2 separate regions of the Ovis aries genome follow, and region 2 is linked to region 1. A link is a contact called in public Hi-C data. All regions are on one chromosome and are shown on one strand. Each heading gives the region's core, a stretch centred on a gene start, on an enhancer-like site or on the middle of the called end of the contact. The rest is flanking DNA. Distances are from core to core; before and after follow the strand shown. Region 1 has its middle 40 kb from the start of ADGRF1. Region 2 holds the start of TNFRSF21 (TNF receptor superfamily member 21).

Region 1 (5,611 bases), core at 2,333-4,832:
GACTCTGCCATACGTATATATGAATCCATTCTCCCCCAAACTCTCTTCCCATCCAGGCGGCCACATAACATTGAGCAGAGTTCCCTGTGCATGGCACTGGTATTTTTGAACATACCATAGCACTGTAATTTTATTTCATTTTTTTGGAATGGCTTAAAGGACTACTTCCCATAAGATAAGAGTGGGGTTCCCAGGCTATGTCCATGGCTGAGAAATAAAGTTCAGCATGTCAATTGCTTCCATTTCCTTTTTCCTGGTTTCTTTCAATGCCATCTCCTCAGATTTGCTTCCCCCCACCCCACCGCCATTGCTGCAGTGGGAACTTGACCTCTGGTAGCAAGGACCTAAAAAAATGTAAAAACTTCTTTGGAGCACTGGTATTTACTGCTACTGATGATAAGTCCACAGTTCATTTCTTTTGCCTGAAGTTCAGGGCTCAGCACAGAGCTCAAAGCTGGGAGGCGGGGAGGCCTGTTTGTTTTGGAGCGATCTGTCCTCCAGGTGGTAAAACCTTCCCGGTCAGGAAACGAGCCTCAAAGCAATCGGGCCAAGGGACGCCCTCTGCCCGGAGCACAACAAAGGGCTCCACTGTGTAGTCTTATCCCGGATCAGAGAACCCCGGCATGTAGCCATACCCACACTGTGGCCTGACCTGACTCTGGGGATTAAGGTTCTGACTTACATCTCTGAGAAGTTGGGGGATTTTAGGTTTTAGAAGAAAACCAGTCATCTGAGAGCTGACTCTTCCACATCAAAAGCAGAGCTCTCAAAAGTGGTGCTCAAGTGTGACTTGATTTACACATTTGTAAGGAGTTTCCACTTCAATATCAAAGCAAATCTTTCCTGTGGGTTGGAGAATGTTTGACAAAAAGGTTACAGACCATTATCCATAGAGAACATTATGGGAAATTACCAAATACGAACATTTTAAACATTTCTGCTTGTCCCATCAATAGGTGCTTCCCAGTGTAATTTGAAACTGTTTTTCTATGCATTTCTCCCATAAACCCCTACAGGGGATGAACTTTTCTGTAGGAACCCACAGTAACCAGCCTCCAAGATGACCACCACCTGCTAGTCACTCCCTCTGTGGCCTCCTCCACAGTGAACCAGGACTGACTTGTGTGACCAATGAGATAAAGTCGAAACGACAGTATGTAATTTCAGAGGCCAGGTCAGAAAAATATCTTCCCTGTAGCTCAAAAGGTAAAGAATCTGCCTGCAGCGCAGGAGACCTGGATTCGATCCCTGGGTCGGGAAGATCCTCTAGAGAAGGGAATGGCAATCCACTCCAGTATTCTTGCCTAGAGAATCCCTTGGACAGAGACGCCTTGGTGGGCTATGGTCTGTGGAATTGTAAAGAGCCGGACACGACTGAGCAACTAACACTAGGTCAGAAAAGGCATTACAGCTTGACTCCTTGAATGGCCCCCTAAGCCACCATGCCATGGAGATACTCAGGCAGCTCTGCAGCGAGGCTCACGTGAAAAGCAGCTAGAGCATTCCACTCATGGCCAGGCAAGTGAGTAAGAAACCTTGGAAGTGGATCTTCACCCCCAGTGGAGCCTTCCAGTGACTATGGCCCTGCAACCTCATGAGAGACCCAGAGAAGCCAATCCTGAATCCCTGATCCACACTCGCTATAAGAGATAATACATGATTCTTGTTTTGAGCTATTAAGTTTGAGGCAATCTGTTACACAGCAAGAGATAACTAATACAAAAGTTATTCTAAAGTATCAGGATAAGATGGAAAAGACTACAGTCTGCTAAACCCACCAGACTGAAATCTCTTTAGATTGAGCCCTAAATCCTGATAAGTGCTATCCCATCTTGCCCAGCACCACACCAGTGATTTTTAGAGAATTATTGACTGAAATTGAAATTGGTGGCTCTAATGGTAAAGAACCCACTTGCCAATGTAGGAGACACAAGAGATGTGAGTTCAGTCCCGGGGTTGGGCAGACCCTCTGGAGAAGGAAACGGCACCCTACTCCAGTATCCTTGCCTGGAAAATTGCATGGACAGAGGAGCCCAGTGGGCTACAGTGCGTGGAGTCACAGAGAGTCAGACAAGACTGAGCAATGGAGCACACACACATTGACTGAAATTGGCACTGGGTTTTAGAATCCTAATAAAGTTCTAGTCTTTGCCTTCAAGAGACTTGTGGGCATTCTAAAGGAAGAATCTTCTGAGCATCGCCTCTGAGCATGATCTTACATTATAGGGTTCACTTTATCCTTATGTTCTGTAGATGATATATTGAATTTTCTACAGTTAAAGGTTGAAGGCTACTGATGAGATAGACATCAATTCCCTGGCATTTCTGGCTTGCTTTGCATGTGGCCAGAGTGGGTTCCTACCTCCAAAGAAAGACAGCTGGTGGTGGACACCCGTGCCTGAGGATGGATGCAAGTTGAACCAGTGAGTTCAGTAATGATATGGGTTGAGAGGATGTGGGTGCATTACCAAGTCAAGGCCTTGGCCACAGCAGAAAGACAGAGAATCATTACTACGAGATGGTTACTGACACTTAGGAACACAGTCCAAGCCCAGCTATCCAAATAAATCAAATACAGACTATAGCAAAGGCTTCTTAGGCCTAAACTTCCCAAATCACACTTTCTGGGGTAAAAAGAGGAAGCTTAGAGTCTAGGAATCCTTCTCCTCCTTGTCAGTCCTAACCACAGGCATGAGATTCACCAGGCTCACCCTGTTGGGACTGTAGTATCACCTTATTTTCTTGCTGCTGGCTGTCATTTGAGCAGTCCTACTATGGGCATCCTATCTAAGGGACAAGTCTATCATTTAAAAATTAACTCAACCTAGGGCTTTAAAAGAACCAAAGTAAAGACTTCCCTGGTGGTCCATTGGTTAAAACTCTGAGCTTCCAATGCAGGGGGTGTGGGTTGGATCCTTGCTCAGGAAACTAAAAGATCCCACATGTCACATGGTGTGGTCAGAAAATTAAAAGAAGAAGAAGAACCAAAGGAAAGGATAGTCTTCTTAAGAAAATCAGCAAGTTAAAGTAGGGGCCAGCACACAGTAGGTGCTCAACAAACATTAGGCTGGTTTCTTTCCAGCTCCTACCATCACATCCTTAGGACTGCCAGGCAGGAACAGAGCCATAGAGAGAATCTACATCTGCTCTCAGGGCCTGCTTGTATCTTAAAGAAAACACAGACAGTGACCCTTTATGTGGACACACTGTGTGTATAGTGATACTGTCTTCTCACTGGGAATCCCTCCCTCTTGGTGAAAGGTGTTGTTGGAAACCCTTTACCTTGAGACAGGTAAACAGGATAGATCATGCAGGAAGATCCATCATGGGGAACAAACCAGAACCTTGGACATAGATCTGAGGAACCAAGTGATTTCCTACTGGCCCAGTGGTTCCTTGATATTTCACACTTGAGGGTCACACTAGGAAAGACATTCCTTCAAAGTCCCCCAGCCTTTGCGCTTGGAGGCAGGGACTTCCATAAAGAAGAGCAGGGGCAGAAAACTCCAAGCGTGCTTCCCTCTCACCTTTGCCTCTCTGAGTTCAACCTCCAGAGGGCACTGATATTCAAAGGACTAAAGCCCAACACAGAGGCCAGGTTCTGTAGATCACCAGCTGTGCTCCCTACAGGAAAGGAAGAGCCCCAGTGGTTAATTCTCTGTGACTAATTGATATTGGTGAGATTGAAACAGAGGTTTTATTAGCACTTACCTGTCTTCCCCCAAATAATAGAAGGAAATCACAATGTCATAGTTTCATAGTCTTTTAGGGTCACTTACCTCCTCAGAGTTAGGTCCAGGCGTCTTGCCGGTTTCTCTGCAAAGAACCCAACATTTCCTGGTCACAATGAGTAACAACATCAGAAACTGGAAGAAACTTGTTGGGCCAGGAGCCAGTCCAGAGTATTTTGGGGCCACCAGGAGGCAGCAGTGATGCCTCAGGACTGTTAGTAAACGGGTATGGGTGTTTTAGAGTTTAGTGGCAGTGGTTTCAGACCCCTCCAGTGCCTCTCAGCAACTCTATGACTTTGGAGATGTCAGGCAACCACAAGCAGCCTTACCTGTAAATGGAAATGATCATCTCGTATTGTTTTGAAACTGAAAATGTTAGTCACTTCAGTTGTGTCCGACTCTTTGAGATCCCATGGACTGTAGCCCGCCAGGCTCCTTTGTCCATGGAATTCTCCAGGCAAGAGTACTGGAGTGGGGTGCCATTCCCTTCTCCATGGGATATTCCCAACCCAGGGATTAAAACCAGGCCTCCCATGTTGTGGGCTGATTCTTTATTGTCAAAGCCAATTTGGCGTGGAATAAATTCATTTGGACACATAAAAACCTAGCTCTATGCCTGGCACAGAGTAAGTGCTTCGTAAATACTAGTTCCTTTGACACCATCCTTCTCTCTGCTTTAATGATACCATATAGGATGGGTAATTCCTAAGTTTTCCAACAGAAGCATCAATCTCTTACTTGAACCTGACCTCTGTCTCCTTAAAAAATAAACTTTTTCATTTGTCTGGCATCCCTCAAACAACAAGGAAGAGTGAAGATGCTGTGTGCCCATCAGAAAGCCAACCATCCTAGAGGCCCTGGGGTGGTCTGTGGATTTGTTTGCTTGTTTTTAATAATATTTTTTAAAAATTTTATTGAGGTATAGTCAATTTGCAATGCTGTGTTAGTTTCAGGTGTATCAGGTGTATTCAGCCAAGTGAATCAGTTATACGTATATTTACTCTTTTTTTTTTTTTCAGATTCTACTCCCATATAGGCCATTACAGAGTATTGAGTAAAGTTCCTTGCACTATACAGCATGTTCTTATCATCTTCATTTTTTGTACTCTGACTTCTGTGGAGGTGAGGGGAGTGGGCAGAGTCCCCAGGACAGGTCAGTCTTTAGGGAATGAGACTGGAAGCTTACTTAGCAGAAAATTCTCCGATAACTTGAGGCTCCCTGTTTCCCACCCCTGACTTCAAGTGCCTTGTATGTCTCAAGGATGATACCAAAGTCAAGTTTCATGATGAACAGAGGAAGATCAGAAGCAAGTTCTGAGTAAATACACGTCCTTAGTACTCCAGACGCTCCCCAACGGGCCACCGAGCTGTTGCTGTGAAGCGGACTCGGTTCTAAGTCCCGAGACTCCTGGGCCCTTAACCTCAGTGAGATTTCTGCCCATCAGAGAAGACAAGCAGTAAGCAAGCAGTCATGGCATCGTGCAATAAGCTCTGTGCTTTTGGAGCCAAGGATCACACGTCCAGGACAGAACTGAAAGAGATGGAGATCTGGGCTAGATTGAAGATGACCCACAGCCTTCCCCACTTGTCATGTTCGCTGCCAGGATGACTCACCCAGGCTGAACCTTCTTTGAGTTCCCTGTTCCCGTTCTGTCATGTAACCTCTGTGCCTCGGCTTATTTGTCTTAAGGAAAGGCCAAAATCTAGACTTAAAATACTGAAGGTGTAGATCCACCAGAAACAAAACAGAGGGAAAATGTGAAGAAAATTCGACTTAAATGCTTTTAATGTGTTTTAAGAATTTATTGAGGATCTCATTACAGAACTGAAGCTGTCTTTTGAAAAGCTTCTCACTGAGGGTGGGAGAAGGAAGGACTGGG
Region 2 (5,611 bases), core at 1,316-3,815, 160 kb after region 1:
AGATCATCATTTCATGTGCTATCAACGTCTGGGCTAAGGACTATAGCTGGTAGAGTGGGAAAAATAAAAGACATTGCTTCCCCACCCTGGTGACCCCTGTTCACTCTCTCAGTTTCCCTTCCGGACAAAGGGGTCAACTCAGGGCACTCAATGAACTGCAGTGGAACTTTTCTGTTATAGTTAGCATGAGAATAAGCACTCTCATTTTAGTTAGTATCTCAAGGTTGCATCTAAGCTCCACTATAAATTACTTTTTAAAAAAAGACAGGCAAACTTACTTTCTCAAGTCTTCAGTTGCAAATCCAGTGCACAATTTTTTAGGTCAACCAGACTTAATGATTTCTGAAAAGGAGCTGGGCTCTTTCTCTGGAGGTTAAAGCAACCTATGCTTTAATTACACCACGACCTTACTTTAAGCATCTCATGCAGAAAACGTAAAGTCAATGAAATATTGCACTGACTTAAGACTTAATCCAGGAGTGGACTCCAAGGGGAGCATTAGGTGTAGGGCAGTAGATCTAAGACTGAGAAGGAGGCAGCTTGAGGATGGACCTACCTCCATTGATATTGGGATCGATGTTCCCCAGGACTTAGATGAGTTTCTCTCCACACCAACTGTCGAATCCATGCCCACTGCTTTCAAGGACCCTCCCAGCCTACTGCCCACCACCCAACACCCTCGTGTCAAGGACACAAATCTTGACTTTGCCACTGCTATAGAATGGGCAGAAAAGGGTCTTTGAAGGGAGTCTGGGACCTGCCTCATTATAAATCCGAACAGCACCAAACTTTTCTTTAGTGTCTCTCTTCCCCTTTAAAACACACCCTCGCACAGGGAACCAGAGTGTCTGTAGGATGAATTCCCAAGCCATAGCAACTGCAGTGCCCTGGGATCTAAGAGATCTTGGTTGGCCAGGCATTAAGCCCTTTTCGGGAAGGAGACAGCAAGCCTGCCTCTCCTTGACACGGCCTTGCCATGAAAATAGGCTCTTGTTTTTTTGTTTTTGTTCGGTTTTTAGCTAAGAATCTCCATCCACCCGGCAGACACAGAAAGATAAGCACGGAAGCTTATGGTGGCTCGTGGGTTTGATCTCAAATCAATTTTCTTCTTCCACCTAATTCATCCCATCCCCCCGCCAATATTTGGAAAGGCGGGGACGGGATGTGGGGAAGTTGGGGACAAGTTTTGGGTCGAAGGTGCTTTCAGGCTTTGGCAAGATAAATGATGGAGAGAACTAGCTACAGGGCACGCCCTGGAGCTGAATGCAGACCGGGTGCAGAAGAAGGAAGCTGCTCCACCCTCCATGCTCACCTGCCCGGCCACAGGTAAGCGAGGGATGGGGAAAAACGGGGGGAAATTCAGCTTCCTTTATGGTGGGCTCTCCCCTTCCCCCACTCAAGTGTCAGCGCGCTGGCCGCCTGGCTGGGAGCCGGCGCTTTGGGGGCGCCTGAGAGTGGGTCTCGGGGCTCCTTTTTGGGCGTGCCGAAACCGGGACCCACCCAGTCAAGGCGGAGAGAAGGGGGAAGGGGAGCAGGCGCCCGCTCCTAAGGGAGGCGCCGAGGCACCCGGCGTTCCGGGGGGCCGGCGCGCCCGGGTCCCGCGCTCTCCCACCGCAGCAGCATCCCGGCATGACACTGCAGCTGCAACAAAGCGGCGGCCGCCGCCAGCCTCGGCTCCCCGGGCCCACACCCCGCGGAGGGGCTAGCGGCTGGGGGCCCTGCGGGTGCGCCGAGGGGGGGTGGGGGCCCCGGAGGGGCGGAGGAGGTGAAGAAACCCTGAAATGCGCAGGAAGCCGAGTGGCCATCTCCAGCGCCTCTCCCGGTGCAGCCAGACTGCAAGGAAAACAATTCGCCTTCATTCCGGAGTCGGGCTGAGCTCTGCGGCTCCCTCAAAATGACCCGATCCAAGCCCTCGGGTCTGTTGCCTGCCCTCGCTCGCAACCTGCCCCCTCTGCACCCAGCACCCGCGCCGGCCCCGGCCCCGCGACCCGCCCCGCTCCCCGAGCGCGGCGTCCTCGGCTCCAGCGCCGCCGCCGCCCGCGACTCCCGTCTACCCCACCCGGAGCGCTCACCAGGAGAAGGGAGCCCGCGATCATCGTGGCTCCGGCGATGCGGCTGCAGGAGGCCGGGGCGGTGCTGCTGCTCGTGAAGGTCCCCATGGCTGAGCCCGGGGCTCGCAGGGCGCCCGGGGCGCGTGGCCCCCCGGCAGCTTGAATCGGCGGCTGCTTCTGCCCAGCGCCGCATCCACCGCCGCCTCCCGAGCCGGGAGCCCATCTACCTCCAACACCCCATGTGCACTGCGGCAGCCGGACGGCCGGACACAGGAGGGAGGCGGCGAGCGAAGCTCCGGGGGCGCTTAGCACCTGCCCAGCTGCGCGGCTGTCCGGACGGGGAGAAGCAGCCGCTGCTGCAACCCGCACCTCCCTGTGCTCTCCTCCGACAGCGGCTGCGGAGAACAAGGGAGGAGGGCTGGGCGCGAGAGAACGAAGGAACAACTTCCCATAGCGAAGCCTCCGGCCGCTGCCAACCACCGTCCTCCGCTGCCCTGACCGGCCGGCGAGGGACTGAGTCTTGTGGCCGCCGAGCGCAGGGAAACACGTGGTGGCGCCGAAGGGGCGGGGAATCGGCCCTTTGTGATGTCATCGCGAAGGAGGCCGGGCTCTTTGTGCGAGCAGAACTGAGAAGGCGGTCCAGAGCAAGCAAGGAGGTGCAGGATGCCCCCTGCCGTTCGCTGAAGAACTTGCAGCTGCTTTCTGATCCAAGGAAAACGCTCTGAAGGTATGCACTCCCTTGACCCAAATTTCCCTCTTTACTAAGATGATTCTCAGTAAGTTATTTTCTGTGACAGACGCCTTTCTATTGTTTCTGGCTCGATGAGTAAGATCAGAGAAAAAGCAAAAAGCATTTAGATCAACGGTGTGCCATAAAGAGACCAGTGAGTTGGTTCCCAAACTTAGCTGCACTTTAGAATCACCTGGAATGTTTAAAACAAACTTTGATGCCTGCTCCCACCCTAGAGATTCTGCTTGAATCGGAATAGAATGTGGTCTGGGTGTTTGGATGTTTTTTTTCACTTCTCCAGGTGATTTGGGGAGATTTTGGAACAAAATTTGAAATCCTCTGGGTTAATAAATGCAATTAAGGAAGTCCAGACTAAAGAATTCCAAACCTGGAGTCCACGGAAGTTGGATCCATAGATGCTCTTCCAGAGGGCTTGGAAACCCCTGAAATATGTGGGCAGGTGCATTTTCCTAAATAAAAGATCCAGAGCTCTGAATCAATTTATCACAGAGATAAGAAACACTCTCCCTCCAAAAACATATTAAACATTTTTGAGTTGGGTTCCAAATGCCTTTGTGGGAGGTGGGTGGGTAGAAAGGGAGGTAACATAGTGCCTCGGAAGTAAGAGCACAGAGCATTCCTGGGCATAGTTGGCACCGCCTGCATTTCTGAATGTGAGTGAGGACCTGACAACCCTCTTGTTGTCTCACCTGGGGGGAGGCAGAGTCTCCTGGCAGCACCACCATTTCTGGTACAGTGTCCATCGTCTAGGTTCTGACAGCATGTGTGTGCTCAATTGCTCAATCATGTCTGACTCTTTTCAGCCCTGTGCACTACAGCTGGCCAGGCTCCCCTGTCCATGGAATTTTCCAGGCAAGGATACTGGAGTGAGTTGCCACGTCCTTCTCCAGGGGATCTTCCCCACCTAGGGATCGAACCCGCACCTCCTGCGTCTCCTGCGTTTACAAGCAGATTCTTTACCATTGAGTCTCTGCCAGCACAGGGCACACTATACTGAAACTGCCTCTTTGACCATCTGGTTCACACCACTCATTTGTGAACTCTATGGTGCTGGACCTCTCCTAGCTTCTGTGACCCCTTCTACTTAAAGATAATATAGTTTCTCGATTATCTGCTTCAAGAATCAATACAGTACCTCTGAAGGTAACCTACAAGGGAAAGGTGCCAACTATTTGTTTTCTTATTAAATATTGTGCTTTGGCCTTTGTACTATGCAGACTTGAAAGATGCTAAAAATTAATCTGAGGATTAATTCCAATCTGTTCTTTCAAACATCTGCCAGTAAAGAAAATGATTGTCCATAAATATTAGAGCTAATGTGTACCGTCTGGTGAAAATCAAAGTTCTAGGAAACATTACTACTAAATATGGAATTTGGGGGAGAGGATTATGGTTGCACTTGAATTTCTCAATCTAGTTCCAGAAAGAGGGAGATGCATTGTATCTCCATAGATAACAGCTTCATTTATTTCTTCAAAACTTCAAAATGACTAATCAGTACCATCATAAGTCTTGTTTATGGAATTCCCTGGTTGTCCAGTGGTTAGGACTCAGCACTATTATGCAGGGGCTTGGGTTCGATGCCTGGTAGGGGAAATAAGATCCCACAAGCTGCCTGACAAGGGAAAAAAAAAGTCTTGTTTAAAAGACGTTTGGGAACTTCCCTGGTGTGTTTGTTAAGAATCCACCTGCCAGTGCAGAAGATGAAGATTTGATCCCTGGTCCAGGAAGCTTCCATGTGCCTCAGAGCAACTATCCAGACTATAAGACTACTTTTCCCAGTCTCCAGTGCACCTATGTATGACCGAATTTCTGGCCAAGCAGAATGGCCATTCATGTCTTCTGGGAAGTATTCTCCCTGGCTAGACCTTAATTGTCCATCATCCCTCTCATTCAAGGTCATGAAGACCTGCTATTTCCCTCCAAATTAACTGTAGTTTAATTTTGTCTCTGACAGTTTTTTCCTCCTTGCTTCCTCTCCAGTATTCTTGCCTGGAGAATCCCGGGGACAGAGGAGCCTGGTGGGCTGCCGCCTATGGGGTTGCACAGAGTCGGACACGACTGAAGCGACTTAGCAGCAGCAGCGGCAGCACCTCCTCCTCTATAGTCTTTCTACTCCTGCCCAGACGATTACACAGACTTCATGATTTTTGTCTCGTGTTTTGCCTGGACCTCTCAGTCCTGCAAAAGAAACTGTTCTTAACATCCTAAGGATAATGAACATTGTAGCACCTAAATCTGATTATGTCCTTCTCTCACCAAAAACCCAACAAATAATCCTCGTTACTCTCAATGTGAAGTGCAAAGGCCTAATAAAACCATTCATTCTCATCTCTGATTATGGTTCAAGCCTCCCCATGGCTGCAAGTTGAGTAGACATAGACAGATAAGGCACATGGAGCCTTTACTTCCTACATCCAATTTCATTCCCACTGCCTGCCAGTCCCTACAAACCCTAGATTCTTCATGCTAATTCTGCTAGATCACTGTGTTTCTTACCTACCTTGTCTTTGTCATACTTCCGAGTCTTTGCTAGCTTTTGTTTTCTTTTCAATTCACCTCTGCTTGTTGATTTCCTATGAATCTACCCTTTGAGACCAACCTCAAGTGGTACCTCAGCTAAGAATGCTTTCCTAACATCTTCTATCACCTTCTATACCCTTATATGGAAAGACACTTGTTCCTTCCTCAAGATTTTTCCTACATGTCTCTGTGATAGCCCACACGACACGACGCTGTAGTTAGTTTTCCTGTCTGTGCTGCTGGCCACATTTTGAGCTCTATGGGGCCAAAGTCTATGTCTCAATCA

The links. Hi-C and Micro-C count contacts between places; a contact is called where the count stands out from the background.
Region 2: a Hi-C map of liver shows a contact between it and region 1, with 5 times the contacts expected there. The contact joins the promoter of TNFRSF21 here to the enhancer-like site in region 1. A contact is called at or near these places in 7 of 16 Hi-C or Micro-C datasets (hypothalamus, liver, omental adipose tissue and 2 more).

The regions. Positions count from the first base shown.
Region 1 is chr20:20,248,664-20,254,274 of ARS-UI_Ramb_v3.0, forward strand. No RefSeq gene overlaps it. Among named protein-coding and RNA genes, the nearest start is that of ADGRF1, 40 kb to the left of the region's middle. Within about 2 kb of position 3,583, at least 4 of the 54 cell types and tissues checked have an H3K27ac peak or open chromatin away from gene starts, as enhancers often do. A contact at or near this core is called in liver, where this site is marked.
Region 2 is chr20:20,412,971-20,418,581 of ARS-UI_Ramb_v3.0, forward strand. TNFRSF21 (TNF receptor superfamily member 21) reads right to left here and starts at 2,566. Exons shown (of 6, transcript XM_012100789.5): 1 at 2,073-2,566. The coding sequence starts at 2,159.